5 separate regions of the Mus musculus genome follow, and all the other regions are linked to region 1. A link is a contact called in public promoter capture Hi-C data. All regions are on one chromosome and are shown on one strand. The core of a region is the stretch at or near the end of the contact, and the rest is flanking DNA. Distances in the headings are between cores, read along the strand shown.

The links. Promoter capture Hi-C pulls out the DNA fragments that hold promoters and counts their contacts.
Region 2: a promoter capture Hi-C map of pre-B cells shows a contact between it and region 1, with 3 times the contacts expected there. The contact joins the promoter of Gpx3 here to the promoter of Slc22a21 in region 1. A contact is called at or near these places in 3 of 39 promoter capture datasets (hippocampal neurons, liver and pre-B cells).
Region 3: a promoter capture Hi-C map of embryonic stem cells shows a contact between it and region 1, with 2.8 times the contacts expected there. The contact joins the promoter of Lyrm7 here to the promoter of Slc22a21 in region 1. A contact is called at or near these places in 11 of 39 promoter capture datasets (the 3T3-L1 cell line, cranial neural crest, embryonic stem cells and 6 more) and 12 of 115 datasets of contacts at active chromatin or transcription factors (the NIH/3T3 cell line, T-cell acute lymphoblastic leukemia, astrocytes and 9 more).
Region 4: a contact with region 1 is called in a promoter capture Hi-C map of the SN4741 cell line, with 2.8 times the contacts expected there. The contact joins the promoter of Rapgef6 here to the promoter of Slc22a21 in region 1. A contact is called at or near these places in 21 of 39 promoter capture datasets (the 3T3-L1 cell line, 3T3-L1-derived adipocytes, the SN4741 cell line and 13 more), 4 of 484 Hi-C or Micro-C datasets (cerebral cortex, cortical neurons, nephron progenitors and 1 more), 7 of 115 datasets of contacts at active chromatin or transcription factors (acute myeloid leukemia, astrocytes, epiblast stem cells and 4 more) and 2 of 9 other capture datasets (adipose tissue and embryonic stem cells).
Region 5: a contact with region 1 is called in a promoter capture Hi-C map of the SN4741 cell line, with 4 times the contacts expected there. The contact joins the promoter of Shroom1 here to the promoter of Slc22a21 in region 1. A contact is called at or near these places in 11 of 39 promoter capture datasets (the 3T3-L1 cell line, the SN4741 cell line, cranial neural crest and 6 more), 4 of 484 Hi-C or Micro-C datasets (the HPC-7 cell line, embryonic stem cells and myocytes), 1 of 115 datasets of contacts at active chromatin or transcription factors (embryonic stem cells) and 1 of 9 other capture datasets (liver).

Annotation. Positions count from the first base shown.
Region 1 is chr11:53,977,867-53,983,622 of GRCm38.p6, forward strand. Slc22a21 (solute carrier family 22 (organic cation transporter), member 21) reads right to left here and starts at 2,467. Exons shown (of 10, transcript NM_019723.3): 1 at 1,599-2,467. The coding sequence starts at 1,991. Gm30927 (predicted gene, 30927) reads left to right here and starts at 2,165. Exons shown (of 4, transcript NR_168634.1): 1 at 2,165-2,471; 2 at 3,443-3,531; 3 at 4,094-4,166. It overlaps Slc22a4 (solute carrier family 22 (organic cation transporter), member 4), which reads right to left. Exons shown (of 10, transcript NM_019687.4): 10 at 5,249-5,756. The coding sequence ends at 5,744.
Region 2 is chr11:54,900,333-54,906,088 of GRCm38.p6, forward strand. It overlaps Gpx3 (glutathione peroxidase 3), which reads left to right and starts at 2,522. Exons shown (of 5, transcript NM_008161.4): 1 at 2,522-2,720. The coding sequence starts at 2,634.
Region 3 is chr11:54,857,181-54,862,936 of GRCm38.p6, forward strand. Lyrm7 (LYR motif containing 7) reads right to left here and starts at 3,417. Exons shown (of 5, transcript NM_029327.5): 1 at 3,372-3,417. The coding sequence starts at 3,389. Gm31490 (a long non-coding RNA gene) reads left to right here and starts at 2,634. Exons shown (of 3, transcript XR_879859.2): 1 at 2,634-2,860; 2 at 4,736-4,850; 3 at 5,569-5,679.
Region 4 is chr11:54,519,596-54,525,351 of GRCm38.p6, forward strand. It overlaps Rapgef6 (Rap guanine nucleotide exchange factor (GEF) 6), which reads left to right and starts at 3,250. Exons shown (of 29, transcript NM_001252494.1): 1 at 3,250-3,523. The coding sequence starts at 3,455.
Region 5 is chr11:53,454,475-53,460,230 of GRCm38.p6, forward strand. It overlaps Shroom1 (shroom family member 1), which reads left to right and starts at 2,731. Exons shown (of 8, transcript NM_027917.3): 1 at 2,731-2,867. It overlaps Gm30585 (a long non-coding RNA gene), which reads right to left and starts at 315. Exons shown (of 2, transcript XR_879843.1): 1 at 1-315.

The sequences.
Region 1 (5,756 bases), core at 1,217-3,716:
ACCTCTTTTGGCTTCCACAGGTACTACATTCATGTGCTATTTCAAATACATGTATGCAAAGCACTCATACATGTAAAAATAAATCTTTAAAAAAAAAAACAACTTAAGCTGGGCGTGGTGGCACTTGGAAGGCAGAGGCAGATGGATTTCTGAGTTCGAGGCCAGCCTGGTCTACAGAGTGAGTTCTAGGACAGCCAGGACTACACAGAGAAACACTGTCTCGAAAAAACAAAAACAAACAACCCCCCCAAAACTAAACAAAACAACAACAAAAAACTTGTTAAGGTTGTTTAAAAGAGAAAGAATCATACCTTTTATTTATCATTTAATTCATATGTTAGTGTGATACTTGTCTATGCATATGTGTATAGACATGAATGTCTACATGGAGACTAGAGGAATACAGTGGGTGTTCTGCTTTATTCATTTGAGACATGGTCTCTCACTGAACTGTGTTGCTGTGTCTGGCTTTTCTTTCCATGTTTTTACAAAATATTATTTTAAAAAAATGTGTGTATGAGTATTTGTCTATGTGAGTGCATGTTACATGTCCTGAGCAGAAGACGGTGCTGGATTATCTGAGACTGGAGTTACAGGTGGTAGAAAGCTGCCTGGTGTGGGTTCTAGAAACTGAACTCAGGTCCTTTATATGAGAACCTCTTTAATTCTTTCCTCCATTTTTTTCCCCAAGGGGCTTGTATCTAAAATTAGGTCTTTCTTTATGATTGAGCAGTAAGCACTCTTATCCACTGAATTATCTCTCTAGCTCCAAAAAGTACCTCTTGACCTCATACATAATGAGGATTATTTTTCTATTATGGGGATAGAGGAGTGGGTACAAACCCCAGGTGCCCAAGTCACTAAACACATCCACATGCACCATTAAACAGCATGTCACATCCCCCAGCTGAGTGACTGAGAAATGTCAAAGTCACCCAAGAATAAAGTGTAAGGGAATGAGGAATTAGGTTTCCATCGCTCTTCAGAGTAACCTTACATGCCTTACCTAACCTCTTCAGTGATCTTGTCCCAGAATACTGTGGAAAAGACTCCATACCAACAAGTCACCCTGGATAGATCTGCAGACACATGGGTCCTTAAGAAGTAACAATCCATCGCTGGCAAATGGAAAACAGTTTCTCCTGGGGCATGGCAAGACTTCATTTTGGGGTAAGGATAGGTGAGGGAAGAAAGAATAACTCCAGAAAGGGTAGAGAGTTTGGAACACACGTTTCTTTAACTTTAAAAAGTTCTGCAAAGAGTCTTTCCTTTCTGAACAGAGGCTAAAACCTGTGGTCTCTTCTCTGGAGCAAGTCTGAATCCGGCCCCTCTGAATCACATCACTACCTCGAGAAAGTCCCACCACTCAGGGTCTCAGGGCATCTCCTAGGGGCAGAACCTTCTGGACTCTATCTTCAATGGGACCCTATGGACGGATGGTCTGCCAGACATTTGTCCTCTGAGGGGCGTACTATGGCTAGAAGTCATCTCATAAAATGTTCTTAAAGGATGCTCATCACCAGGGAGCTTGTGGTTAAACTAAGGAACAACCATTGCCTGCGATGTCACCAGACCCTGACAGGGGGGCTGTCACCTACCTCTGTCACGATGGTGGACAGGAAGATGTCCTTGTCGTACTCCCAGCCATCCAGGCAGTTCTCCTGCTCCAGCTGCTCCAGGTCCACGTCCCGTCCCGGCTCCAGCCCTAGCTCAGAGAAGTTGGCGATGGTGGCCAGTCGGTAGCGGCGGCATTTCTGAGGCACCTCTGGTCCGTCCTTCGTCTCCATCGGGATACTGTGGTTGCGCCACGCGCTGCTCAGGTTCACGGTGTCTGGTATCCGGCAACGGTGCTCCGGGATCGCCGTCAGGAACACGGCTGACAACCCAGTAAAGCCATTGGGGATGATGCTGGCGCTGAGCAGGAAGAAGATGAGGCGCTGGAAGGTCCCCCACTCGCCCAGGAAGGCGGTCACCTCGTCGTAGTCAAGCATAGAGTCGGCAGCCCACGGCGTCCCGCCGGGAATCCGAGGATACTCGGGCGCAGTGGGCGGCGCACGGTTTGTCCGTGCACGCGGAGCACCAGTCACTCGTCGAAGAGGAGTTCGAGAAAGCGTCGGGAGACGTTTTCCACACGGAGAAGCTCGTGAGTTCCTCCCGCCGCCTCAGACCCCGCCAGCGCCAGAGACACCGAGGACGTGAGGCCATGATGGACTCCGCGCGGAGTCTGGCCTAGACTGCAAGGCCGGCCGTGCAGTCCTGAGGCGAACCGTGGGGTGGGCGCGGCAGGAGTCTGAGTGATCCGTAGTGGGCACTGGACGCGCCTGTACGTGAGGCGGGTCTGGTCCCGGTCTCCGAGCTGGCTGGACAGTGCGGAAGCGGGATGGAGCCTGGCTTCAGAACTGCGCGGGTGTGAGGGAGCCTAGGAGTCCCTTGCCTACTACTCTGAGCTGTTCGCTGAGGAACGCCCTGAGGTAAAGTCCTTCCCAGTCGAGAGCAAGCGAGTCGGGCTGGGGGCGGGGCCGCTGTAGTCCCCGCCCCGAAGCTGCTGCTAGAGGGAGGGACGGGTCTTCTCAAGCCACACCCCCCGAGCGAGTCGGGCTGGGGGCGGGGCCGCTGTAGTCCCCGCCCCGAAGCTGCTGCTAGAGGGAGGGATGGGTCTTCTCAAGCCACAACCCCGAGCTGGTCCCCAGGGCTCCTTTGGGGGAAGTTGTGACCAAGCTGGGTGTTGACTTGGAGAAAGGCGTAGGATTTCGGTATGAAACACCCTCTCAACTTTTTGTTATGGGTCAGAAAGGGATTGTATCCCACCAAAAGTCTTCTCCTTCAATGGACCTGAGTTCAATTCCCAGCACGCATTGGAGGCTTACAACCTTCTGGTAACTCCAGTTCCGGGGGAACTAATCCCCTTTTCTGGTCCCCTGTCACATATAGTGCACAGACATACATGCAATCAAAACGCCCACTCACATAATGTCATATTATAATAATCATTAAGAGATTGAGACAAATTTTGAGGCTGTGGTCATGAGGCTGTGGGCAATGAATTTCAATTTCTAGGCTCTGTTCTGTGCTTTATGTTTTTAAAGATTAAGAAATCATTCAGTTATTCATCAAATCGACTTAAGCAAATATAAAAATTTAACTTCAAGATTAAGGATCTTAGTCTAGGATTATACCCTCAAATTAGTTATTTTTTACAGTTAATTCAGGAGCTGACTGGTGATCTACATAGTTCCAGGCCAGTCAGGACTACACAGTGAAACCCGTCTTAAAACAAACACAGAGCCTTACAATGAAATCCATTGTTTTGTGCAAATAGTATTTCCTAAAATTAAAAAGATAAGGTATAAAAATAGCAATTGTGTAATTCTAAAGTAATATTGTCAAATGAAATGAGAAGTTACATTTATAATTTTATTTATTTATTTATTTACTTATTTAGATGGGGCCTACTGTATTTCCCTGGCTTTACCTGCAACTTTGGTCACAAATGACCACCTGCCTCATCCTCTCTAGTAGCAGGGACAACAGGTGTGTACAGCAGATGCACATTATCATTAAAATTGTCTTGGTAGCTGTTGTATTCGTAACTTTTCTGGTTACAGAGACAAAAGCAATTTAAGGGAGAAGAGGTTTGGGCTTGTGCTTAGAGGGTAGAGTCGGTCACTCTGGGAAGGCCGGGTGGCAGGAGTCAGCTTGTCACAGTCGCCTCAGTCAGGAAGCCAGGAGAGAGAAATGCTGGTGCTCAGCTTGCTTTCTCTCCTCTTACTTAGTCCTGGACCAAAGGCCATGGAACAGATGCTGCCTCTCTGAGGGTCACTCTTCTCACTCCAACTAATGAGATCTAGAAGCTTCCTCACAGACACCTAGAGGTTTCTCTCTTAGGTGATTCTAGACCCTGTCAAGTTGACAACAATAATTGTCACAGCCATATTAATAAAATGTCCAGATCTAGTAAATAAAAATTTTACGTGGTCAGATTCAAGTTTTGCATAAAGAACTAACAATTTGAAGTATCGTTACATATTGGTACTTGCAGGGACATGTGAGGTTGAGATGTAAGTGGCTGTCCTGTGTTCTTTCTCCCTGCCAGTGCTCATAGTAGAAGCCTTTAGAGCTGGGGTGTGGCCTCACATGCACCAGACCTTGGATTGGATCCCAGTTGTGTAAGAAAAGCTTTTCCTTAAAGAGTATGGAATTAATTGTAAGACTATGTTATTATTTTATTATTAAGTTGGCATGGAAAGTATTGAAATGCATTTGATTCTTATTAAAAATCACCAATCCCTGTCTTTCATATTAAGTCTTGGGACTTCGGTGTGTATCTTATAGGATGTTTCTGTTGAATCTAGTGAAGTACACATTTAAATACTCAGCAACTACTTCTAGGTAGTGGCTACCCTGTTGGGTGGTATTATTTTAAGGCCTTTAAAAATAAAATATAAATAAAATAAATTTTTAAAAAATTTGGGTTGTTACTAATAATTTGAACATTACATGATGTTTCTGTCTTAAGAAAGTGCATTTCAATGCTTCTTTGTTTTCTCCCATGGGCTTTCCTCTCTCTCTCTTTCTTTCCTTCTTTCTTTCTTTCTTTCTTTCTGTCTGTCTGTCTGTCTGTCTTTCTTTCTTTCTTTCTCTCTCTCTCTTTCTCTTTCTTTTCTCTTTCTTATTTTCTTTCTTTCTTTCTTTCTTTCTTTCTTTCTTTCTTTCTTTCTTTCTTTCTTTCTTTCTTTCTTTCTCATTTTGAGGATTTAACCCAGGGCCTATGCATGCTAGTTCGCTTTTTTAAAAAATTTAAAAAGTTATTATTATATTTAATAATTATTAAATAATTAAATAATAATAATGAAGGAGGGTATATATTTATTCTCCTTAGGTTTTGATATCACATCCCCATTCTCCGTCATCACTTTGCTAACTGAGCCATCGCCTCAGATCTGGAAAGAGTTCTTTGCCTGTTGGTGTTCTGCTTATGTGACTCAGTGTGAAGCCACTGTTGAGCAGGGTCTGCAGATCATCAGTGGACTAACAGCACATCTACTTGATGATGCTCTCAGACTTTCCAGCACAGGGTGGCAACTACCCATCAGAGACTCAGGACCTGCAGTCCAGATAACCATTTGGTTACAGCTCCATATGAGTTCAATTAAAAAACTGCTCTCATTTTGAATGTGCTAGATCATCTCTACACTTACACACACACACACACACACACACACACACACACACACACACACAAGCATTGTTACCATCTAATAGTTGTGATAATTTTATTTGGATAGCATTTATACGTTTAGAAATGTGTGTTAATCTTCATATGGATTTTGCCAGTCCTTGACTAACACATTTTCCAAAAAAAAAAAAAAAAATCTTACAAATCAATTTCATTGAATAGTTAGTAGTCAAGACTATTTAGAAATGTTTGTTCTTGAAAACAAGGCCATCTGGAAGAGTGGCCCAGAATTCATGAGATAGTGTGCATTTCTCCACAAGTCCAGTTTGGTGCTCATTGTTTCTGTTAATCCCTTTCAGCAGAAAAGGCTTTTGATTTGTTCTGTTGAGACAGGGTTGCTTGTGGTAAGACAGGCTGGTCTTACACTCCTGCTGTAGCCAAGGATGACCTTGAACTCCTGATCTTCTGTCTCCACCCCAAGAGCGCTGGGATTGCAGGCTTGCTCTATCACACCCTGCTCATTGTATACATCTGCTTTTCAGTTTGCCAAGTGCCTTGGAAACCTCGTTAGAATGCAGTT
Region 2 (5,756 bases), core at 1,272-3,771, 920 kb after region 1:
TTCTTTTTCTTTCTTTCTTTCTTTCTTTCTTTCTTTTTTTTTTTTTTTTTTTTTTTTTTTTTGTAGACCAGGCTGGCCTCGAACTCAGAAATCCGCCTGCCTCTGCCTCCCAAGTGCTGGGATTAAAGGCATGTGCCACCATGCACTAAGTTACCCAGGCTGACCTTGAACTTGTCATCCTCCACACAGTGCCCCAAGTAATGGGGTCACAGGTTATGCCACCAGCTTTCAGGCTCATCTCTTTGCCTGGTTGAATTTAAGGAAGGCATTTTTGTTTTATATAAAGTTTTACTTTGTAGTTCAAGCTATTGGTTATTTGAGGGGAAGCTTCTTTGTTCCCCCGTTTTGTTTTTGTAAGAGGGTCTTGCAATGTATAGTAGAGCCTGACCTGGAGCTTGCTCCTCAGATTGGTCTTGAACTTGCCACCCACAATCTCAGCCTCCTTAGCCACCGCAGAATCCTTGGGACTCATGCCTCCTCTGTGTAGAATGCAAAAGCTTTCTTTCTTTCCTTTTTCCTCCCCCCCTCCCTTGTTTGTTTTGAAACAGGGTTTTTCTGTGTAGCTGTGGCTGTCCCTGAACTTGTTTTGTAGACCAGGCTGGCCTTGAACTCACAGAGATGTACTTACTTTTTCCTCTGTCTCCCAAGCGCTGGGATTAAAGGCTGTGCCACTACATCCAAGCAGCAGTTTGCTTTCTTATACACATGAAGACCACCCATAGTGGCCTGGATTCTTCCACATCAATTATCAATCAAGAAAATGCTCCCACAGGCCAGTCTGATAGAGGCAATCCTCAACTGTGGCTCCTTCTTCCCAGATGACTCCAGTTTGTGTCAAATTGACAAAACCAAACCAAACCAAACCAAAACCAATGCAACCAAGCACTGCTCATGGACACAGTCATTCAAAACCCAAAGCCTGAGTATTGTGAGTGGGTCACTCCCAGAGGATACAGAAAAAAAGGGCAACAGAACAACATGGACCAGAGACTGTCTTCTGGTAGGTTATCTGCCACAAATTTACTGCAGGAATTTTCATAAAGGACTGCAAGGTTGCTAGGCCTCAGGAACTTAAGGTTTTAGAATAGTGATATCAATTAAAAACCTACTGTGTCAGCTAGTCACATGCCTCCATGGTATAAGGGCTTCCTGGTCTCCAGGTTCTTTCTACTTCAACACAATGAGTTTATCCATTTATTTATTATTGTTGTGCTGGAGGTTAGAAGTCAACTCTCAGAAACCAGTTCGTTCCTTCCTTGCACCCTTGGTTCTGGAGATTAAACTCAAGTCATCAGTTGCAAGCCCTTTTATTACACAGCCTTGTGAGGGCTTTTACCTGCTGAGCCATCTCACCAGCCCCACCATAGAGCCAGGCCTTATGAGTGCAGAAAATTTCAAATTCCACGGGTCACATTAACTCCCTGAATCATAGTAAAAGCATGGTACTTCGAGGCATCTCTGAGTCAGGAACTTTTCAGAAGGCCACCTAATCTAGGACTCACACAACCAAGACTGGGGTCAGGGGCCTTCGAATCCCTTCTGCAATGAGTCTGAAGGCAGAGGCTCAACACAGTGGTTCTGATGTGCAGCCCAAGACTGTCCTAACAGCTCTCCAGCCCACTGTGGTAGCAAGGCAGGATGCACCAAACCTCTATTGCAGACCGGATTAAGCCTGGAAGCTCTCAATCTAGAGATGCCTGGCCTGACCTTATATGAAAGCACAAACAAATCTGATGATTTAATGATTGATTCAACAAATATTTAAACACCTGTTGTGTACACTCAAGAGACTCCTGGACTAGGCCTACTGCTTAGAAGCAAATCACATAGTCAGAGCCTGGGAGACCTTAGAGCTCATTAACCAATCCCATCATTATAGTAGAGGAAACTGAGGCTCAGAGAAGGGAAATAATGAGTTTAAGACCACAGAGATAGACACATAATTTTTATGTGCTAATTTAAAAAAAAGGTGGTGGTGGTGTATTTTCTGGTTCCTACTCTCCTGAGCTGTCACCCACAACCTAACCGAGAAGGCTGAATTTAAAATCACGTTCACAGATCCCTCTAGCTTGCTGATGCTGGGGATTGAATAAACCTATGGCCTCATGCGAGCTGGTCAAGTGCTGTACCACTAAGCTACATTCCCAGTTGGCGCAGGGTCTCAGTCTGTAGCTAAGGCTGCAGATTGCACTGAACCTACGCAATCCTCCTGTTTCAGCTTTTTGGATTCTGCGATTACAGGCGTGAGTCTCTACACCTGGCTCACACAGTGCTTATTATTTGCACTAACGGGTTCTATGTTAAGTCCTCGGGGCCCTAGGTTTTCAGAGCTTGGGGAAAAAAGCTGTGTCCTGGGTGTTGTCTAGAACCTTGGCCGCGCCCATCTCCTGTTCTTCCCAGGCAGCCGGGCCCCCTTCTCTTCCTCCTAGGCTTGTGTCACCGTCGCCCCGGTCTGGGGAGAGGAGGAAAAAGGGGCGGGTATGTCTTGCCCTTTAAATCTTAACCGCGTTGCCATTGGCTAGGAAGCCCCCGCCTGGCTGCGGATTGGCCACAGTGGATGGCTTGAAATGTGGCTGAGCGCTTCGGACACCTCAGACGGACGGTGGCCACCCCAAGACGCGCCCCAGCCCGCCATGGCCCGGATCCTCCGGGCATCCTGCCTTCTGTCCCTGCTCCTGGCCGGGTTTGTTCCGCCGGGCCGGGGACAAGAGAAGTCTAAGGTGAGTGAACCTCCGGAGCTCAAGAAGAGTCCATGGCACCCAGGTGTCCACTGCGCGACTGGGAGAGCCACTGCTTCCCCAGAGGCACCGAGAGCCTCACTTGTAACCCTCGGTCTCTGCGCTCTTCCAACACAGACCCGCGTGCTTCAGAGGGCAGTACTAACCCAGGAGGGCAGTCTTTCCCGAGTTTATACATTTTCTTCCACTGTCATCTTGGGGTCGCTGGTGGCCACAATCCTGAAAAAAAATTGCCGGGGAAGAGGGTGGGCCGATGGTTTCTTCACTCATCCCAGGGCGCTGGAGGCAGAGATCTGTGACAGGAAGAATTTTTATTTGGGGGCGCATCCCTTTCTGGGCCTCAGTTTCTCCATCAGCAGGGCGTAGCTGGAGAGGATGGCTGGAAGGCTATGGAACCCTGCAGTTGCTTTCCCTATTCACAGTTCACTGGCCTGCCATGCATGGAGCAGACACTGTAGCTAGAGAAGCCAACCCAGGCCAGGAAGTCTTCTGGAGCTTCATCTCTCCTAGTCTAGCTGTGGTACCCTGAACTGGAATAGAAATGGCGAGCCTGAGGGCAGATGCCCCGGCATGCTTATCTTCTTGGTCAGGCCTGTGCTGGGTGGGCTCTGTAGGCCTCTCCTCTTCCCTAGGGTGAGAATGCAGAAAGCATGAACCCAAAGAAAGAGACTGTGGTCCCCAACTTCACACACACCATGCACACCATGCACCCCTGCACACTTGCATGCGTGGGCACAAAACTGGGTAGGCTCTAGCTTTGAGTTTCTAAAATCCTCAGGGTCTTCCTTCTAAGATCTTGTATGTCCGAGAGAGAGAGAGAGAGAGAGAGAGAGAGAGAGAGATTGATTAGGGGGTGTGGTGTGGAGATGGGGTGGGGGTGGACGGGGGCACTAGCCCTGTGCCTTTAGTGTGGGAACTGCTTGGGTTGGGGGTTGAATCCTGTCCTGAGGAGGCTGCAGGAAAGCACACTGGCCTTGTGCTGTCCATAGAATGAAGGAGAGATGGGTGAGTTCAGAGGGAAGAGAGAGAGCAGTCTAGAAAAGTCTTAGGGTGTGGTGTTATCTTATCTCATAACTAGCTGAAGCTTCTGGCTCCTCACAGCCCAGGCATGCCCATCTGAGCTCCCAGGTCCTTGGAGTTAACACATTACAGCTCTGGCTTCTGGGATTCAACTGCTTGCCTGGATCCAACTTCAGAACAAGGGAACAGGGAGGGGACGTGTGCAGACCCAGTGTGATAAAGCCACTGAAAGATGTCCTCTACACTCAAAGGGAGGGGCAAGGACAGGGAAAGCCTCTGTCTGGTCCAGGTTACAGCTGCAGAAGGCTTTGCATAGCTGTGGACTACCAGCTGCTGACGTGGCATCCTAGTAACCACTGGTTTCTAGGTGACTGACTGCACAAGGCAGAGAGCATCATGGGAGCACAGGCTGACGTCAAGGCTGAAAGGCCTTAAGTGGACCTGAATCCCACTCCATCTTACAGTTGACAGGCTGGAATCCTGAGAAGGGGGAGGGATGGTCACACACTGCCAGAGGCCCAGCTGGGTCCAGCTGCCATCTCCAACCTCTCAGACCTGTCATGCTCCCAACATCTCACCAATGGGTGTAGGAAGATGGAATAGGGAAGACATGGACCAGTAGTAGCCCTAGGCATCCAGGAAGCTTAGCTCAGTGTATTCCCCCCCAGCCCCACCCCTTTTGTTCCTCGTTCCCTTTCAGTACTCTTCTCTGGCCTCCCTGGTGGAGGAATAGGGCTATGGGATTCTATGAACCCAGAGGAAGGAAGCTGGGGGTGGGGGTGGGGTTGGGGACTCAATTGGTGAGTATAATCTATGGCTCATTTATCAAGACCACCCTCCGACCTATGCTAGCCTGGGCCCCCAGCATGAGCCCTATTCTCCTCCCATAGAAAGCATGGCAGTTGCCATTATTCATTTCTTAGGGCAGCTAGCACACAATTAAGGCCTCTCTGTACTATGACCCTTCCAGGCCTTTGGCCCTTGCTGCAGGTAATCTCCATGTCCTGCTGGCCCAAGCCTGTTTTCATCTGTCAGTAGTTTCTCAAAGTCATTTTGAGTGTTGGGATGACAATTCGATGAGTAAAATCATTGTTATGGAAGCAAGAGGATCTGAGTTCAAATCCCCAGCATCCATGAAAAAGCCAGGTATGGCCACACACGTGCCAACAATGGTGAGGTGGTGGGGCAGAGACTGGCAGATTCAGGAGCTCATCACCAGCAGAGTCAAACACTGAGCACAGCTGACAGGGTCAGCAACATGGCTCTGGGGTGACGATGCTTGTAACCAAGCTTGAGACCTGAGTTTGATTCCTAGAACCCACATGTAGGAACTCACTGGGTCTTCCCAGCTGTCCTTTGATCTCCACATGCTGTGACATCCTCCCCCAAATAAGTGAATAAATGTAATGAAATAATTTAATAGAGAAACTCTCACGATTTTCTTCTTTGGCTTCCACATGTAACTGGCTAGACACACAGCCAAACAAAACAGCAACAAACACACACTTTTGAGAGGCAAATGGAATTAACCTCTCAGACCAAAGCCCAAAGGATTAAGATGGTTTGCTCAGGGCCACACAGCCGGTAAAGATAACCGAGTCTTACTCAAGGGTCTCCTCATGTCCCCTTCCTTAAGACTATCCGGAGAAGCTGGACCCACGGGTGTTTCCCATTATTCAGTGAGCCTCTGGGATCTCCTCCCCACATCTGAGATTCAGCTTGGTATGAAGGTGAAGCGCCATGCAGGGAGGTAGCAGGGTTGTATCTCACTGTTTTTACTATGTTGCTCTTGTTGAGGCAAGGTATCTCAACGTAGCCCAGGCTAGCCCTAAACTTTCCACCTCCTGTTCCAGCCTCTGATGCTGGCCTTACTGATGTGTGACCCCCAAGCCTGAGGCTGTTTGCCTTTTAGGGTGGAAGTGATCTCAGCTGGGGCTTCAGAAGCCTGGGGCAGGGCTGTCCAGCTGAGCATTCAGTCTAACACTCGCAGTATTTAGA
Region 3 (5,756 bases), core at 2,167-4,666, 880 kb after region 1:
GCGTCAGCTCTGTTCCTTGGATCCCAGCACCCACATCAAGTGGTTCTGGCCTCTGCAGGCATCTGCACTTGCACACACATGCCCACGTACACATGCACACAGACATATAATTAAAAGGGGGGGGGGCAGCAGTTGGAGGTACAACCTAGCTCAGGTAAGGCCCTGGGCTCCATCTAGCAACTCATTAAAAAACTGTTCTATGAAACAGTCAAAAAAATAAAATAAAATAAAATACGAATCTTCTAAGTGGTGTGGTGGTTCATATCTGTCAATCCAGTACTCATGAGGTGGAGGCAGGGGGATCAGCTCAGTGTCAGCCTCTGCTATGTGGTGAGTTCAAGGCCAACCTGGGCTTCTTGAGAGCCTGTTTCAACAACTCTCAAAACAAAACAAAAGCCTCAATGATCATCCTGACAAGAACTTAGTGTGGGAAGGTGGTGGACTCGGCCAGTCTGCATAGGTTTCTAGCTCTCTCTCAACCTACCCCCTTTCATCTTCTCTTGACTCCTCCACTCACAATCAGGAATGTATTCTATCCTAAGAGCCCGGGAAGATGTTTCAGATAGCTCAGAGAAACCTAACTGCAATTTCTGAAATGAAAAGTGGAAGGAATGCCAAGACTTCTCAGCATCCTGAATTTGTGGGAGTCGGGGTGGGGACAGGGACAGGAGTGCCCACAAGCCTGACATTGTGATAATACATGAAACTGAAAAGGAATAGTGGTGAGAATAGCTAAGAAACTGGCGGGGAGGGAAACAGGATGGAACCTAAGACACATATGCATATCTGAAAGCTGGAGAGATGGCTCAGCGGTTAAGAGCACAGGTTCCTCTTCCAGAGGACCTGGGTTCAATGCCCAGCACCAACATAGCAGCTCACAACTATCTGTAACTGCAGTTCCAGGGGATCTGACATCCTCACACAGGCATGAATGCAAGCACAACAACAATGCACATAAAATTAAAAACAATAGATAGATAGATAGATAGAAAATCAACTTTAGATTTAGGGCTAGGGTGATGGCTCAGTGGTTACAATGCTTGTTCTGTAAGGGTAAAGACCAGTTTGGATCCTCAGAACCCACGAAAATACAGGGCAGATGACTAGCTGTGCTCACAGTGGAGAGCTCTGGGTCTAATTGAGTCACCCTGCCTCGACACATGAGGTAAGAGAACAGCAGAAGCCGTCATACACATGCATATGGGCACACATTAGTACACACATGGAAATGGAAAAAATAAGATTTCAGATTTCCATTTTTTTTCCTTTTTTGGATGCTTAGCCAATCACGGGAAACTAACAGACTTGGTATGGGGGAATGGGGAACAATAACAACCTAAACATGTGGGGGTGGCTTTGGAATTGAGTGATGTGTAGAGAAAGGAGTTTTTTTCTAAAGTGCTCAGCAATAAGAGCCCATTGCCTGGCAGAGACTGTTGATAGAAATATGGATTAAAAAAAGATTTATTTATTTATTTATATAAGTACACTGTAGCTGTCTTCAGACACACCAGAAGAGGGCATCAGATCCCATTACAATGGTTGTGAGCCACCATGTGGTTGCTGGGACTTGAACTCAGGACCTCTGGAAGAGTAGCCAGTGCTTTTAACCGCTGAGCCATCTCTCCAGCCCAGGAATATGAATTTTAAAAGGCACCACATAGACTGTGCTTGAAATGTAGTGGGTCCTGAGTTCATTTCTCAGCACTACACAATAAAATATAAATTAAGCAAGAGGTAAAGAGACATATAGGCCCAGCACTCGGGAGGCAGAGGCAGGCAGATTTCTGAGTTTGAGGCCAGCCTGGTCTACAAAGTGAGTTCCAGGACAGCCAGGGCTATACAGAGAAACCCTGTCTCGAAAAAAAAAAAAAAAAAAAAAAAAGACAAACAAAAAAGAGACAGATAGGCAGGCAGGCAGAAGCACACTAGCACACGCGCGCGCACACGCACACGCGCGCGCACACACACACACACACACACACACACACGAGACTAGGTGTCTAGATGTCCCTGCATCTTAGAAAGTGGAGAAGGGAGGATCACTTGATCCCAAAGTTTAAGACCATAGGAAGTCTGCAGTGTGGAACACTAAAGGATAGTAATCGGAGTAATTTTATATAGTACTTCCTGGGGAGTGGGGGTGTCCATTAATATAAAAACAGCACCACTAGCTTAAGACCATTATCCTAATAAAAAGAAAATGGGGGCTGGAGAGATGGCTCTGAGGTTAAAGCACTGGCTGCTCTCACAAAGGAACCAGGCTCTTCCCATCAGCCATACTGCAGCTGACAACCTCCTGTAACTTCGGTTCCAAGGAATCTGACACCCTCTTCTGGCCTCTGTGAGTACCAGACATGCACATGGTGCACAGACATACATGCCTTGCAAATAAAATAGTTGAAAAAGTTATTTTAAAAGAAAATGTGATCTTCATTACCACAAATCTACTAGAACCGGCATTACATTGTAGCTAATCATATCTTTTTACTTATTATTTATGCACTGTTGGGCATGGAAGCCAATGCCTTGAAAATGCTAAGGGCTCCAACTTAAAAGTTAAATACAACCTCAGCCCTACTAAGAAACTTCTTTTCAAACGCAAAAAGTAGCTGGGCGTAGTGGCTCGGGAGTCAGATTCCCAGCACTTAGCATGAAGATTGCTGAGAATTGGCCGCCGGTGTGAGCTACAAGTCTGAGGCCAGCCCCTCCTAATTCTTAATCAAACTTCAGGTGTCTGCCTATAAGTCCCCGTGATTCTTAAATTTCGAGACAAGATCTATGTTGCCTGGGCTTGCCATCAACAAGTAGGCTCAGCAATGCTGCCTCTCGCCCACTAGAGATTTCTGTATTCCTCTAGGTAAGTTAAATCCTATTTATAGGTTCACAAAACATGCTGTTTATTAATTTGAAGCACTTCTTACGATTTTATTAGTTGTTTATAGTCTTCCTACTATGGAACTTCTTTATTAAGGCATAGGTGGTCGGTTTATGGTCATCAGTCTCCTCTATTCACTACCTTTCATGGATCAGCCATCCTCCTCATTCATTGTCTCGTGTGGCTGTCACCCTCCTCCGCTCCGCGCCCCTCGAGATCCACTCCCTCCTCACTCACTGTCCCCCCCTTCTCCACTGCAGCCCCTCCAGGTTGTCTCCCTCATCATTCACTCTTCCACATGGCTATCAACCTCCTCCATTCACGGTCCATAGGGTCGTCTCTCCTCACTGCCCTCAAAATTGTCACCCTCTACCACTCATTGCCCCTGAAGGTTGTCACCCTCTTACACTCTCAGCCCCCCTCGGGGTCGCCTCCCTCCCTTGCCGGGGTCTTGAGCCTCAGCATCCCTGCACCCTCCTCCCGGCCCTGTCACCTTGGCGGGCTGACCCATGGCTCCCCACGCCGCTGACTCCGCCTCTGAGGGCGCCCCCTCTTGGCAACCAATCAGGGCCGGGGCACAGCTGGCGACGCTCCGCATAGCAACCAATCAGAATGCAACATGTCCTTCCTAGCCCGCCTTCCCCGCAGGAGGAAGTTCAGGCGTTTGCTAAGCAGAGCTAAGTATAAAAACGCGAGAAGCCGCGGTGCCAAATTACGGACAGGAGGACGGAAGTAGCTGAGAAGCCATGTTTGTTAGGGGCAGACTTCACTCCGCCGCGCCTAGCGTGCCGCTCGCGCACACTGTTTGTTACTGGGTGGCCTCGGAACCTGCTCGTTTTTTATCTCTTGTTTAAGGGCGTGGGCGTCTCTTAAGTGTCTATATTATAAGGTTTCCGGGCTGTGACTGTCTCCTTGGGAACGTAAGCAAACAAAAGCTAAGTCCTAACAACCACAGCCCATACATATCAGAACGCTGACTCCAGAACGTTCTGTTTGTACATTCTCTTAATTATTCCCCCCAAAGGTGCGGTTGAGTTGCCTGCTCAAGTTCACACCCTTGATCCCAGAGCCTCCTCACCTTCTGCATTATTGCCCTACTTATCTTGCCCCGTTCTTTGGTTTTGCTGAGGTAGGAAATAATTTATTAGAAGCTTCATAGTAATAACCATAAAACATTTATATACATTTTAACTTAGTACTTGCAGGCATGGATAAAAATTTCCACCTTGCTCCTGTTCCGCAATCATTTGCGTTCAACATTCCTGTAACATTTTAGGCTACTTTTAGGTAAAACTGACTGTTTATTAAGAATCAAAGATTCTTAATCTTTGATTAAGCTGAGTGTGGTGGGATATACTTGAAAACCCAGTATTTGGAAGGTAAAGTCAGGAGCATCAAGAATTCAAGGACAGCCCTGGTCTAGACTATATGAGACTCTGTGTCAATCAAAAAACAAAAAGGAAAAAAAAATTCTGCTTTTGAGACAGGGTGTCACAGTAACCCTGTCTGGTGTGGAACTTGTTATATAGATCAGGCTGGCCTCAAACTTTGAGATCTGCTGCCTCTGGAGTGCTGGAATAAAAGTTGTCACCACCAAACCTGTACTCGTCCTCAGGAATGCTTTCTACCTTGTTCAAAACCTAGAATTGGCCCAGAACTCACTGGTTAGGCTAGACTGGCTGTCCTGGTCTCAGAGATCTTCCCATCTCTACCTCCCCAAGGCTGGGATTACAAATGTGAAATACCATGCCTAGGGAGTCTTATATAAGAACACAAAGATAATTGTCAACTTTTAAAAATTGTTATTGATGGCTGGAGAGCTGGCCCAAAGCCTAAGAACACTGCTGTTCTTTCCAGAGGACCTGAGATTATTTCCCAACACCCATATGGCAGCTAACAACTGCCTGAACTCCAGTCCCAGGGGATCTGACACCTTCTGGCCTCCAAGGACACGGTATACATACACATCCAGGTAAACACTCATACACTCATAAAAATAAAATCTCACTAAAAATTTCTTATTGAGGTTTTATTTATTTATTTATTTATTTATTTATTTATTTATTTCAGGACAAGGTTTCTCTGTGTAGCCCTGGCTGTCCTGGAGCTCACTCTGTAGACCAGGCTGGCCTCCAACTCAAAAATCTGCCTGCCTCTGCCTCCCCAGTGCTGGGATTAAAGGCGTGCGCCACCACTGCTCGGCTGCAGAAGTGCTTTTAATAGAACCAATGAAATCAAGTGTAGTGGCTATTGTCTTTCATCCAAAACAATAATCAATTAGATGATCTTATACTGTGGTGGCTTCTGTAGTACTATAGATCAATTTCTTAAAAAAAAAAAGTAATTTGTAATAATAACTTCTGATTAGAAAGTTAATGAAAACCCTTCTATGTTATTTAAAAATATGGATCCTGTGGCTGAAGAGATGGTTCAGTGCTTAACAGCACTTACTGATCAGCAGGGGACTGGAGTTGGATTCCTAGCACCTTCACAGCAGCTCACAACAGGCTGTAACTCCAGTTTTGGGAGATCCAGTACTCTCTTCTGGCCTCCGTTGGCTCCTACATGCCTGTGGTGCCCATAATGTCATGCAATTGTATACATATAATAGATAAAATTTTAAAACATAGTTCTACAGTGCCCAAATGAGATCAGAAGTGAGTCTTAAGCCAACATGATAGTTTCTTCAGCTGTTCCAGAGATGAAGGGAAACGAGACAGCTCACACTCTTTACTGATCCGGTGGTGGGAACTGAACTGAAGAAACGCCAGAACTCAGTGGAAATTCCAACTGTTCATCATGTAAGTTCCTGGAGCTATGTGGCAGGCAGGAGTATGCCCTCCAAAAGATGTGTGCACTCAGGTGCCCAGAACTTCTC
Region 4 (5,756 bases), core at 2,000-4,499, 540 kb after region 1:
TTAGAAAAGTAAAAAGGGAAAATAATATAAATTTAAAATAATCTATCAGATTTTATTATATTCCTTAGTAAGAATTTTTAATTTCATTAAAACTATCCAAATTGTTCAAACATGAACTTGTATTTTAGAGAAATCACTTTCCAGAAGAAATAGAAGTGTTTTTGTTTGGATTGTGGTGACAACATACTGATTCACATGATTTAACTCATCTTGAAAATCCTGAAAGCCCACTATTTCCATACAGATGTACAAACTGATGTTCAGAGATGCATTAAATGGTGTCAGGGGTGTGTTCATAACAATAGTAGAATGCTTGCTAGGGGTTAGGTCCTCAACACTGGGGAACAACCGCCTTTCCTAACTAAAAGTTAAATTCCAGTCTGATTGCCTGCAAAGTTCAAGTTTATAATGATCAAGATTTTTTTTTTCCCTCTTTCAAAATTTTAAGGTGAGGGACTGGAGAGATGGCTCAGCAGTTAAGAGCCCTGGCTGCTCTTCCAGAGGACAGGAGTTCAATTCCCAGCACACATGTGGCAACTCACAACTATTACTCCAGTTTTAGAGGATCTGGCACCCTCAAATAGACATGCATGCAGGCAAAACATCAATGCACATAAAAATAAATAAAACTTAAATAATATTAAGATGAAACTGAACATTAATCTTTGGGGTATTAACTGTTGAGATATAGTTTATATACTATATATAAACTTAAAATATACATTATATAAAAGTGATGCAGATCACTTGCAACACTTCAATTACTTCCTATTGCTGTGATGGGCCACTGAACAGAAGCAGCCTGGGATGGAAAGGGTTAGCTTTCCTCTTAGAGGGCAGAAACGGAAGCAGAGACTATGAAGGAGCAGTGCTTACTGAAGTTGCTATGTTTGCTTGCTTAAAGGACCCAGGAGCACTTGCCCACCCCCAGTGGACTAAGTGTTCCACCTCAGTCATTCATTAATCAAGTAAATGCCCCCACAGACTTGCTTACACTTCAGTCTGATGGAGGCATTTTCTCAATTGAGGTTCTCATCCCAGAAGACCTTAGCATGTATCAGTTGACAGAAAACTTAACCAGCACAAGTACCGTATACCTTTTTCACAATTTATGTCTATAGTGGCTGAACCATATGGGGCCTTTGTGCCCTAACCTCAGAAAAGATGTGCTAATAGGGTGTTGTAAACTTCAAATTTGGGTAAGCTCCAGCGTCCAATGGAAAATACAGCACTGTCAGTGCTCTGAAATGTTACAGTCTGAACTCTCCTGTTTTTATTAGAGATTCTTACCTTGCCAGAGAAAGGTACTGTGAACCATTATTGGAAAACATGTCTAATCATAAGACACTACGTTCCCTAGTTGGCTGATACTCCTGAAAATACTATGATGCACTTAGATGTGGTCACAGTCTTCAATTTTAAAAATTCTGTGTAAATGAAATGCCAGAAGGTGGAGGTTCACAAGGAATGGTGTGACTAGTGTGGCCCACCTATGCTCTAATAAGAACAGTGCAAAATAACTTTCCCAAAATGATGGAGTCTGGAATTCTGAAAGTTAGCCTTTACTGTTGACATAGCCTGATAGTCAATTTGACAGAATCTAGAATCCCCCAAGGAAATAAATCTCTGGGCATGTCTGTGAAGAAGCTTCTAGATTGGGGTAATGAAGTTAGGAAAAAGCCACTCTTCTTTCTCATGGGCCTGGGGTACTGGACTGAATAAGAAGGCCAGCTAAGCAAGAGGATTCATCATGTGCTATTACCTGACTGTGGACAAAATGAACAGCTACTTAACACCCCTGTCGCCATGGCATGGCAGGAAAAGGCACTTGCTACCAAGATAATCTGGGTTTCATTCCTCGGGACCCAGATAGTGAAAGAAAAAACACTCTCCTATAAGATGTTTCCATGAGCACAGAGGTACATGCCACACACAATAGAAACATTAAAAAAAAAAAAACCTAAACAATAGGCTGCAGAGATGTCTCTGTGGTTTATGAGCAAGCAGTGCCCTCGGAGAGGGCCTGAGTTAAGTTCCCAGCACTCATGTCCATTGATTGACAGCTCCTGTTACTTCTGGCTCAATCTGGGGGCCAAAATAAACCTAGGGTTACTTTTATCATAACAGGAATAATAACAATCAGTTTTTGCAGCTTTTCTTGTTCCAAAGGACAAGTAACAAAACTGAAGCTGTCTTTATTTTGTTAGAGACTAGAATGTAAAATTCAATACAAAACGGAGTGGAGAGGTTTGCTCTGAGCACTGCTTAGGTTAAAGCAGCCCCCACCCACTCACTCTCACTGCCCAGATTTTAGTCAAGGTTGTTAGATTAGGATGGAGGCAAGTGGAAATAAAAGGGCAGATCTACCTCCACAGAAGTTCTGTCCTTTAATCAGAACAAGTGACACCAGTTTCTCCACGGGAGTGGAAGCTGCACAGGTGGTGCAGAGGGCCTGAAGTTCTATAGGACGGGAAAAAACCTCTGGGATATAAGATTTCACCTGCGGGTCGGTTCCCCTACAGTCTCAAAGTGCTAAATAAATACCAAGTTGGCATGCTGATCTTCTCAGAAGGCAAGGATTCTGACAGCCCACAGGTGTTATCTGTCAACTTTCGAATCAGGAGTTCCTTAGTCCACCTGAGGCTTTTTGGTCATTAAACCCTTTAAAGGAAAATCCTAAAATTCTGCACACAGAAGCCAAGACAATCTGGTGCACGCTAGACCAGCAGGCTACTCTGAACTATAGCTCTAGTCTTCAAAACGCTTTTTTCTTTCTCTCTTTTTTTTTCTTCTTCTTTTTTTTTTTTTTTTTGAGGCAGCTTTCACTATCGATTTCGTGGTTTGTTTTTGTTTTTTAAAGTCGCGTAGAATACGCCACAAGGTTGCGGTGGGCTAGGTGCGCGAGTACTGCCCCGAGATCCGTGGCTTGCGGAGCGGTGCGTGGGCTTCCCCGCTTGCTGAATGGCAGCCTCGATTTCCGCGGGGCCATAAGAGCCCCGCGGTTTCCGGACTCGAGCGCTAAACCAAAGCATCTTACCCACAGCTCTACCCGATAGTCTATTTTTGGCGACGCCCTCGTAGCATTTCCGGAACCTCAACCGGAAGCTGGGTATGCGGAAACTACAATCCTGTAACCGAGGCGGAGTCTCGCGAAGAAAAGCCAAGCCGCTCATTCTCCGCCCCCTCCACGCCCATCTCTCTACGTCACGGCCAGGCGGGCGTTAGTGTGCGCGTCGTGCGCATGCGCATGCGTTCTCGGCCAGTCTCGCCCCCGCGCAGGCGTCTTTCTGGCCAGTCGCGCGTGGGCTGAGGCCCTGGGCGGGCGTTGCGAAGACTTGTTTGCTTGAGTTTGGACCCTGCGACAGTTCTCATTTCCCTCCCGGTGGGGCTGGCGTACACCCGGAGCTGGAGAATGGGCAGCTAGACGCAGGCTAGGGAGCCTGTGGCTGCGGACATGAACTCGCCCGTGGACCCCGGCGCTCGGCAGGCACTGAGGAAGAAGCCGCCCGAGCGGACTCCTGAGGTAAGGCCGGGCACTGGCGAGCACTGCTCGGCCCCGACCTGGCCGTAGCCGCGCAGGGTGATGAGCACCTTTCCTGCCGCTTCCTGCCGGGGACTTCCTTGTACTTGTGATAAGAAAGCACCGTTACTGTTGACTGGCTTCTGAGTTTGTGTGTGCTCAGGTGGGCTGAAAAACAAGCTGGGAATAATGATGTGTAAGAGACAGTTCATACCATAGCCAGTGTGTGCTGTGCGTTCATCTCAGATACTGCACAATTGCCCCCAGAAGACAGGTTTCCAATGTCCGTATCAGACTCTGCGTCAGCCAGATAGTAGTAAGTCCCGTGGCGGGTGATGCGTGTCGAGTGGTTCCCTGGTGCTTTTTCAAACTTTCCGTGGGAAGTTTAAGATTATTTGTTAAGTTTTCTTGGTTTGAAGACGTTTCTATAATCTTAGTGGCTATGTGTATTATACCAAAATTAAAAAAAAAAAAAAGGAAAACCCAACAGCAATGTAAATGCAATGAGTCGTCTTGTTTGAAGTTGCAGTAACTGAAATGAAATGTTTTAATTTTTAGTCACGGGAGTTTCATACTTAGAGTTCTTTGCATAGAAAGTCTCAAACTTTGGGTAACACTCTGGGACATGACTTTGTTACAGCCATTATTGAAGTTGTGATGTGTCCAGCTTGCTTCCTGAAACCTTGATCTTTGCATAGTAACAAGGCACCTGCCCACCCCTTTCCAGGGGCTACTTTTTCCTACTTATAATTTATGAATCAGCTTTTCTGTGGTGATTACCATTGTAATGTGCATTTTAAGTTTTATTTACGAACATTATTTAGGTAATGAAGGAAAACCTTGTTTCTCTTCAGGTACCGAATTACTTAGTTTGAAATTGAGTCTTTTTAAGTAGAGGACGTTTTCTCAACTGTTGGGGAACTTATGCTTGGTCATGTGTGCTGTGTTGAGGACTTTTATCTTGTGTTACTGGAATAGCAACATTGTTGAAGGGAATATTAACTGCTTGGATTCATTGGCTGTATTTTTGAATGAGTGTAGAATTTAGGTTACTAATAAATCATTATCCAGAGTGCTAGTGATGCTTTATTTTGACAAAGAGTTCTATGAAATTCTCACAAGTTCGTTTCTGCTGTCAAAAGATTCTCGTAGTGGACTCCTAAGAGTCTGTTATAAATATATTAATTTGGTAATTATTCATTGCCAACCTGTTCAAGGCTCTATTTTGTACATTAGAAAATTTTAGTGGGCACAATAGACAGGTCCCTATAGTTCTTACATCCTGATGGATTAAGGAATTGAGAAGGTAGGTGATAAATATGCAACATGCTAGCTAATAATGGCTATTTCCAATAATAGGATAAGGAGAATTGGGGAAAGGGAAAATAAGCTATTTCCTAGGTAACTTGACTTGCTTGTTGAACGAAACTGGGTATCCCTGTGTAGCTCACAGCAACCTGGAACCATAACTTGTCGGCACTTTGCTTGTATGAAGATGGTAGTGACCCTCAAGGATCTGACTTGATGAACATTCTATTGATGCATACGAATGGGATTATGTGCAGAGTTTTATGAGGAAGAAAGCTTATGCAAATGGAGGAAATGGTCATTGCAAAGACCCTGTGATTAGAGTGTTCTGTTCATACATTCCAGGATTAACAGGGAACTCTTGAATAGTGGGCAATGAGCCAGAGTGGGTAGGAAGTCCTAGATAGTGCTGTAGGATAGGACACAGCATATAGGACTTTGTAAAATGTGAGGGTTGTTATTACTACTACTGCTACCACCACCACCACCACCACCACCACCACCACCACCACCACTACAACTACTTTTATCTGCAGTGAAATGGGTGAGCTACCATCTGAAGGTTTTGAAGCAGTGGAATGAAACTGTCTTGATAGATTTTCAAAAAGACTGGCTGTTATGTAGAGTGTAGACCAGGTGGAAACAAGGGTAGGAGCAGGAAGTTAGAAGCTATTGCATAAATGGGGTAAGAGATGATGATAGTTCAGACTAAAATGACAGCCATGGGGATTCTGAATAGCCATCAACTTCTGAAAATATTTTTAACCTTTAGCCAGGAGCCTTTGTTAATAACATAGACTAGGTATAGACTGAAGGATAAAGAAGAATTGAACATGGTTTCAGAGTTTGGGGTCTAAATTATGGAGTGTTGAAGTTGTTACCAAAGACAAGTTGAAGAGTTATCAAAGAAATGGCCTTGGATGTCACG
Region 5 (5,756 bases), core at 1,481-3,980, 520 kb before region 1:
CCATCTTGGGGCACACCAGACACACGCATATACACACAATTACAAACTAAAAAGCACATACAGACCACATGGTTTGGTTAAACGATTTCTGAATTGCTTTTTTTGTTGTTTGTTTTTTGAGGCAAGATTTCATGCAGGCCACCTGCAAAGACTGCTCTGCTGGAGTCGCTGGTTTAGACTACATGTTGCTTTTGCAGAGGACCTAAGTAGGACTCCCATCACCAACATGGTAGCTCCAGTCCTAGGGGAATCCAACACCCTCTTCTGATCTCTGAGGGCACACAGTGCATGTCATGGTGTACACACACACACAAAACATTCCTACACATAAGACAAATAAAAAGTTTAATAATATAAAAGAATATTCTGTTGCTGGGCAGGGGTGGTACATACCTTTAATCTCAACACTCCGAGGTAGAGGCAGGTAGATCTTTGTGAGTTTGGGGCCAGCCTGGTCTACAAAGTAAGTTTCAGGACAGCCAAGGCTACACAGAGAAACCTTGTCTCAGGGGGAGGAAAGTGTTCTGACTCCACCTGCCACTGTGCTCTCTGTTGTCCTTCTTCCCAAAGCCTGTGAGTACCCATTCATAGGCACTGACAGACAAAACTCCATCCGGGAGTCTGGGCTGCCAGGTCCTGGGCCTAGAGAGCCTGAGGTCTCTATTTTCCGAGGTCTTCTAGGGATAGAGGAGACAGCCAAGGAGCCTGACTCCTGAGACACCTCCCACCCCACCCCGTTCCACTTTTCTTCTGTGAAAAGGAGAAGCCGACCCCAAGACCTAGAAGCTGGCCTACCAATGCCAGTTAGATGTTGGTGCTGCCAGGAGCTGAACTGACATTCACAGGAGGCCTCACAAACCACTGCACAAGGCACACACGGAACATTCTGTACCAGTGAGGATCAGGACACAACCAGGACTGTCATCAGATCGGACACACACAAAACATAAACACAGTCCACAGAATGGGCAAATGATTCCATCTGGGATACTGAGTGACTTTTCTCAAACCGTTGCTTTTGCAACTAGTTTCTCTCTCCCTCTCACCAACCCCCTCCCTCTGCCTGTCTCTGTCTCTGTCTCTGTCTCTGACTCTGTCTCTGTCTCTGTCTCTGTCTCTGTCTCTTTCATTTGTATATGGTAGACTGGAGAGACAACTGAATGGTTAGGAACACTTGCTATCCCAATAGAGGATCTAGGTTTGGTTCCCAGCTTCCATGTGGCAGCTGTCTGAAACTCTAGATTCAGGCCAGCCTAGGCTATGTAAGGAGACTTACATAAAAATGAGAATCTAGATGTCTCTCCTCTTCTGTGGCTCTGTGCTTTCTGAGACTTGGGCAAGTTCTCCAGAGTCCTCAAATGGACAGACTTTTACAGAGTTGGAGTCACAGAGCTTGCTGACCATGAGACGAATGGGCAGTGGGGCAGTGGGCAAAGTGCTTGCCACTCAAACATGAGGAGCTGAGCTTGGGTCTGCAGTAGCTAAGGGAAAAGCTAGGTGCCACAGCTTACATTGTTACCCAGTGCAGGGGACATGTGGTGTGTGTGTGTGTGTGTGTGTGTGTGTGTGTGTGTGTGTGTGTGTGTGTGTAGGCAGACTCATGGAGTTGGCTGGCCAGCTAGTCTAGCCAAATTGATGACTTCTGTGTGAGACCTTGTTTCAAAAAATAAGGTGTAGAAATGATAGAATAAAATACCCAATAGTATCTGGGCAGTGTTGGCGCACACCTTTGATCCCAACACTTGGGAGGCAGAGACAGGCGGATTTCTGAGTTTGAGGCCAGCCTGGTCTACAAAGTAAGTTCCAGGATAGCCAGGGCTATACAGAGAAACCCTGTCTTGAAAAATCAAAAACGGAAAAAAAAAAAAAAAAGAAAAAGAAAAGAAAAGACCCAATCTCGAGAGGTACACATGCATACACCACACACACAGAGAATGAGGACCAGGTGGCACCGGTCATCTGAGCTGAAAAAAAGACTCCAGCACTCAGGATGTACAGACGGGAGTTTAGGAGTTCAAAGTCTTTACCAAAAGGTGAAGACCCCACTCCTAGTAGCAGATTCGAGCACATAAGTTCAGGGCTCCGTTCGGTGTGGGTCTGGTGGAGGGAGCTATGGGAAGCGAGGAGACAAAGACAGGAGAGGAGAGCCTGTGGAAAGAGTCCAGTAGGTGGCATGGTTTTGGAAATGTGGGTCTGAAGAGCAGAGTTGATCAGGTAGCCAGCCATCTAAAGCACACTCAGAGGGAGAGAGAGCATGAGGCAGGAACTCCAGGCACATCTGTTTTCATCGTGGAGTTTAAGAGAACCGGCCGGGAGAGATGGTCCAGTGGATAAATGTTCATGTCACCAAACCAGATCTTCACAGTTGGAATCTAGTACTCCACAGGGTGGAAGAAAAGTACCGACTTCTCCACAAGGGAGCTTCCCCCATTACTTACTTCCCAAATTATTAAGTAAATAAATAAATGTAATTTTTTTAAAGGTTAAAAGAAGAAGAAGAAAGGAAGGTGAGCCTTTGTTGCCTCCGGGAGGGTTTGACCTCCGCACTGAGGAGCCTGCTGGTCCATAAGTCTTGCCTGCGGATCCGGCAGTGCTTGGAGGATTTCGATCGCCCTCCGGCTCGAGTTCTCTGCGGTGGTTAGAGGTCCAGGGCCGGGGACTAGGGCCACGTACAGAATCGCAAGAGGAAGGGGCGCGGCTCCCGCAGCCCTGCCGCCACTCCAGACTCCGGCCCCTCCTCGGCCGGAGGTGGCGCCTCCCCTGCTGCGGCCGGAGACTGGAGGTGGCGTCGGGAGCTGGAGCCCAGGGCTCGGATGTCACTGAGGGATCGCCGGCGCCCTGAAGTGCGTCTCGGGCTGGAGCCACAGGTACGCAGCGGGACCGGGTGAGGGGACACACAGCGCGTGGTCCACAGATCTGCTTCCCAAAAGGGAGACAAGGACGGGAGGGTCGGGGCGGCGACAGCGGTGGCCGCGAAGCAGCCTGACTGACCGTCATTCTGTCTGGACCTTCCGACCCGGAGTCCAGACCGGCCGCGCCAGTGGAATCGGGCCCCTGCGCACCTTTACTCTCGGCCAGGCCTGGCAGGGGACAGAGCTGTCCAGGTGGCCCAGCTGTTGCAGGGACGCAATGTACACAGTGGCGTCCGTCTCAGGACCCTCTGTTCTTGAGCTTCGATTGCTGGAGAATCCGGGTCCCTCCCAATCCCCCGATCTTCCCGGACCGTGAACCCCACTGAAAAGGCCTAGAAATGCACTGATCAGAGGCCACCCGCTCTCCTAGTGTTCCAAGCGCCTCTTTCCTCACCTCTTTGTGTGGTTCTGCTGCCCCTTGTGGTCCCCAGGGCTTAGCTTTTGCCCTGGGGTATGTGCTGTACCCATGGCAGTGACCATCTTTACCTAGGTGTCATTCACCCTCTGCTTTTTCTACACCTCCTGGAACCTGCGTCTCACAGAGTCTGCCCAAGACCAGCAGAGACTGTATAACCAGCTACTATGTTGTAAAATAGATGTCTCACAGGGGTGCAATGTCACCCATAGCTTTGGAGACTAGAAAAGAGAACCAAGGAGTTTGCCTGAAAGCTCACCCATCAGACCTAGCCTGGAATGCTAGGATTTAAGATCTGAGCATTGAACCCTGAACCTCTGACTCTAAGGAGAGTCAGGGAGTGCAGTTAACAGCCCTCCAGGTACTGAGGGAAGGCTGGAGGCAAGGAAAGGCCTGCACAGGTCCTCACAGGAAGACAGATGGGAGGTGGCCCTTGAGAGGACTGTTTCATTCCCGATTAGCTCGGAGCTTGACTTTTCTCCAGTGCCTCTCCTGTTCCCTGACCTGGACTTACATGTGTTGCCTTGGTCTGGTTTTGCCCACTGAAAATTGTCTTTATCAAATTTCCCAACAAACCTTGCCTGAAGTCCCACGTCTGGTTGCTTGCCTGGGTCCACCTTCACTCGAGATTCAGCCCCCAGTGCCAGCTTCATCCTTCAGGTCTGGTGTTTCCACCCTCAAGAGCCCTAGTTCTGAGCCCCGAGCCCCCTTATTCCTTTGTCAGGTAACAAGTACCTTCCTCCACAGCCAGGATCCCAGCCTATTTTTCTAGCAGACTCTACTGCAATCCCCGCTCCGGGGACAAATGTCAAAATTCTGTGTTGTTTGTCCTGAGGCTCCAAGGCCCTGGTGGCACAGCAAGCCCTACAAAGGGCACAATATGGGAATCCTGCATGGACAGAGACCCCATGTAATAGCACCCCTTAGATAAGTTAGGGGCAATAAGAAAACAGATATATGTACGTGTTTAATGGCTCATTATAAATTGGCGTTTTCATTAATGACTTTAATGTGTGTGTGTGTTAGTATAAGCATGAGTGTCACAGCGTGTTATGGACATCAGAGGGGAACTTTCAGGAGTCCATTGTCACCTTCCACATGGTGAATGTCTTAGTTAGGGTTTTACTGCTGTGAACAGACACCGTGACCAAGGCAACTCTTATAAGGACAACATTTAATTGGGGCTGGGTTACAGGTTCAGAGGTTCTGTCCATTATCACCAAGGCAGGAACATGGCAGCATCCAGGCAGGCATGGTGAAGGAGGAGCTGAGAGTTCTACATCTTCACTTGAAGGCTGCTAGCAGAATACTGACTCCCAGGCAGCTAGGCTGAGGGTCTTATTGCCCACACCCACAGTGACACGCCCACTCCAACAAGGCCACACCTACACCAGCAGGGCCACACCTACTCCAGCAGGGCCATGCCTACTCTTCTGATAGCCACTCCCTGGGCCAAGCATATTCACAATGCGTCAAGGTCTCTCTTGTTTCCGCTGCTAGGAAGTATATTTGAGGTATCTGGTCCTCAAGCTTCCAGCTGACTCTCTTGTTTCTACCTCCCATCTCACTGTAGGTAGGCTGAGATTACTGATGTGACGACAGCATCTGACTTTTGAAAAGCATGTATTCTATTTTATGTCAATCACATACAATAGCCTTCGGAGGGTGTTGGATCATTTGGAACTAGAGTCGCACGCAGTTGGTTATGAGCTGTGTGGATGCTGGGAACCAAAGTTAGGTGCATGGTAAGAGTAGTCAGTGCTCTTAACTGCTGGGCCATCGTAGGTCCAGCCCCTGAATCTGACTTCGTATATGGATCCTGGAGATCATACTCAAGTTGTCGGGCCTGTGCAGTGGACAGCCCTGCCCAGTGAGTCACCTTTCTGTCTCTTAAGCTGTTTTTGCTTTTAAGGTTTATTTTTATGTTTTTTAAAAAAATTTTTATGTGTATGGGTGTGTTTTGCCTTCATGTATGTGTGTACCACGCGCATGTCAAGTGCCCTTGGAAGACAGAAGAAGGCATGGGATCCCCTGGAACTCAAGTTACAGATATTTGTCAGATGGGGATTGACAGATGTGGATGCTGGGGAGCCAGATTTGGGTCCCATGCAAAAGCAGCAAGTTCGGATTCTGTTTGTTTGCTTGTTTGATTTTTGAGACAGGCCTTGGCTGGAACTTGCTATGTGGACCAGGCTGACCTCAAATTCATAGAACTCCTCCTGCCCCTGTTCTCCAAGTGCTGGGATTAAAAGTGTGTACCATCATATCTATCATAGCAAGTGCTCTTGGCACATCTCTCCAGCCATCTTAAGCAGATTTTATCTGGTCATTCATGCCTTGGTCATGCTGGACACAGAAACTCACTAATATAGATTTTCATGATTTATTTTTTTTAATATTTTTCTTATTTATTTGTGGGTGTAGAAAAG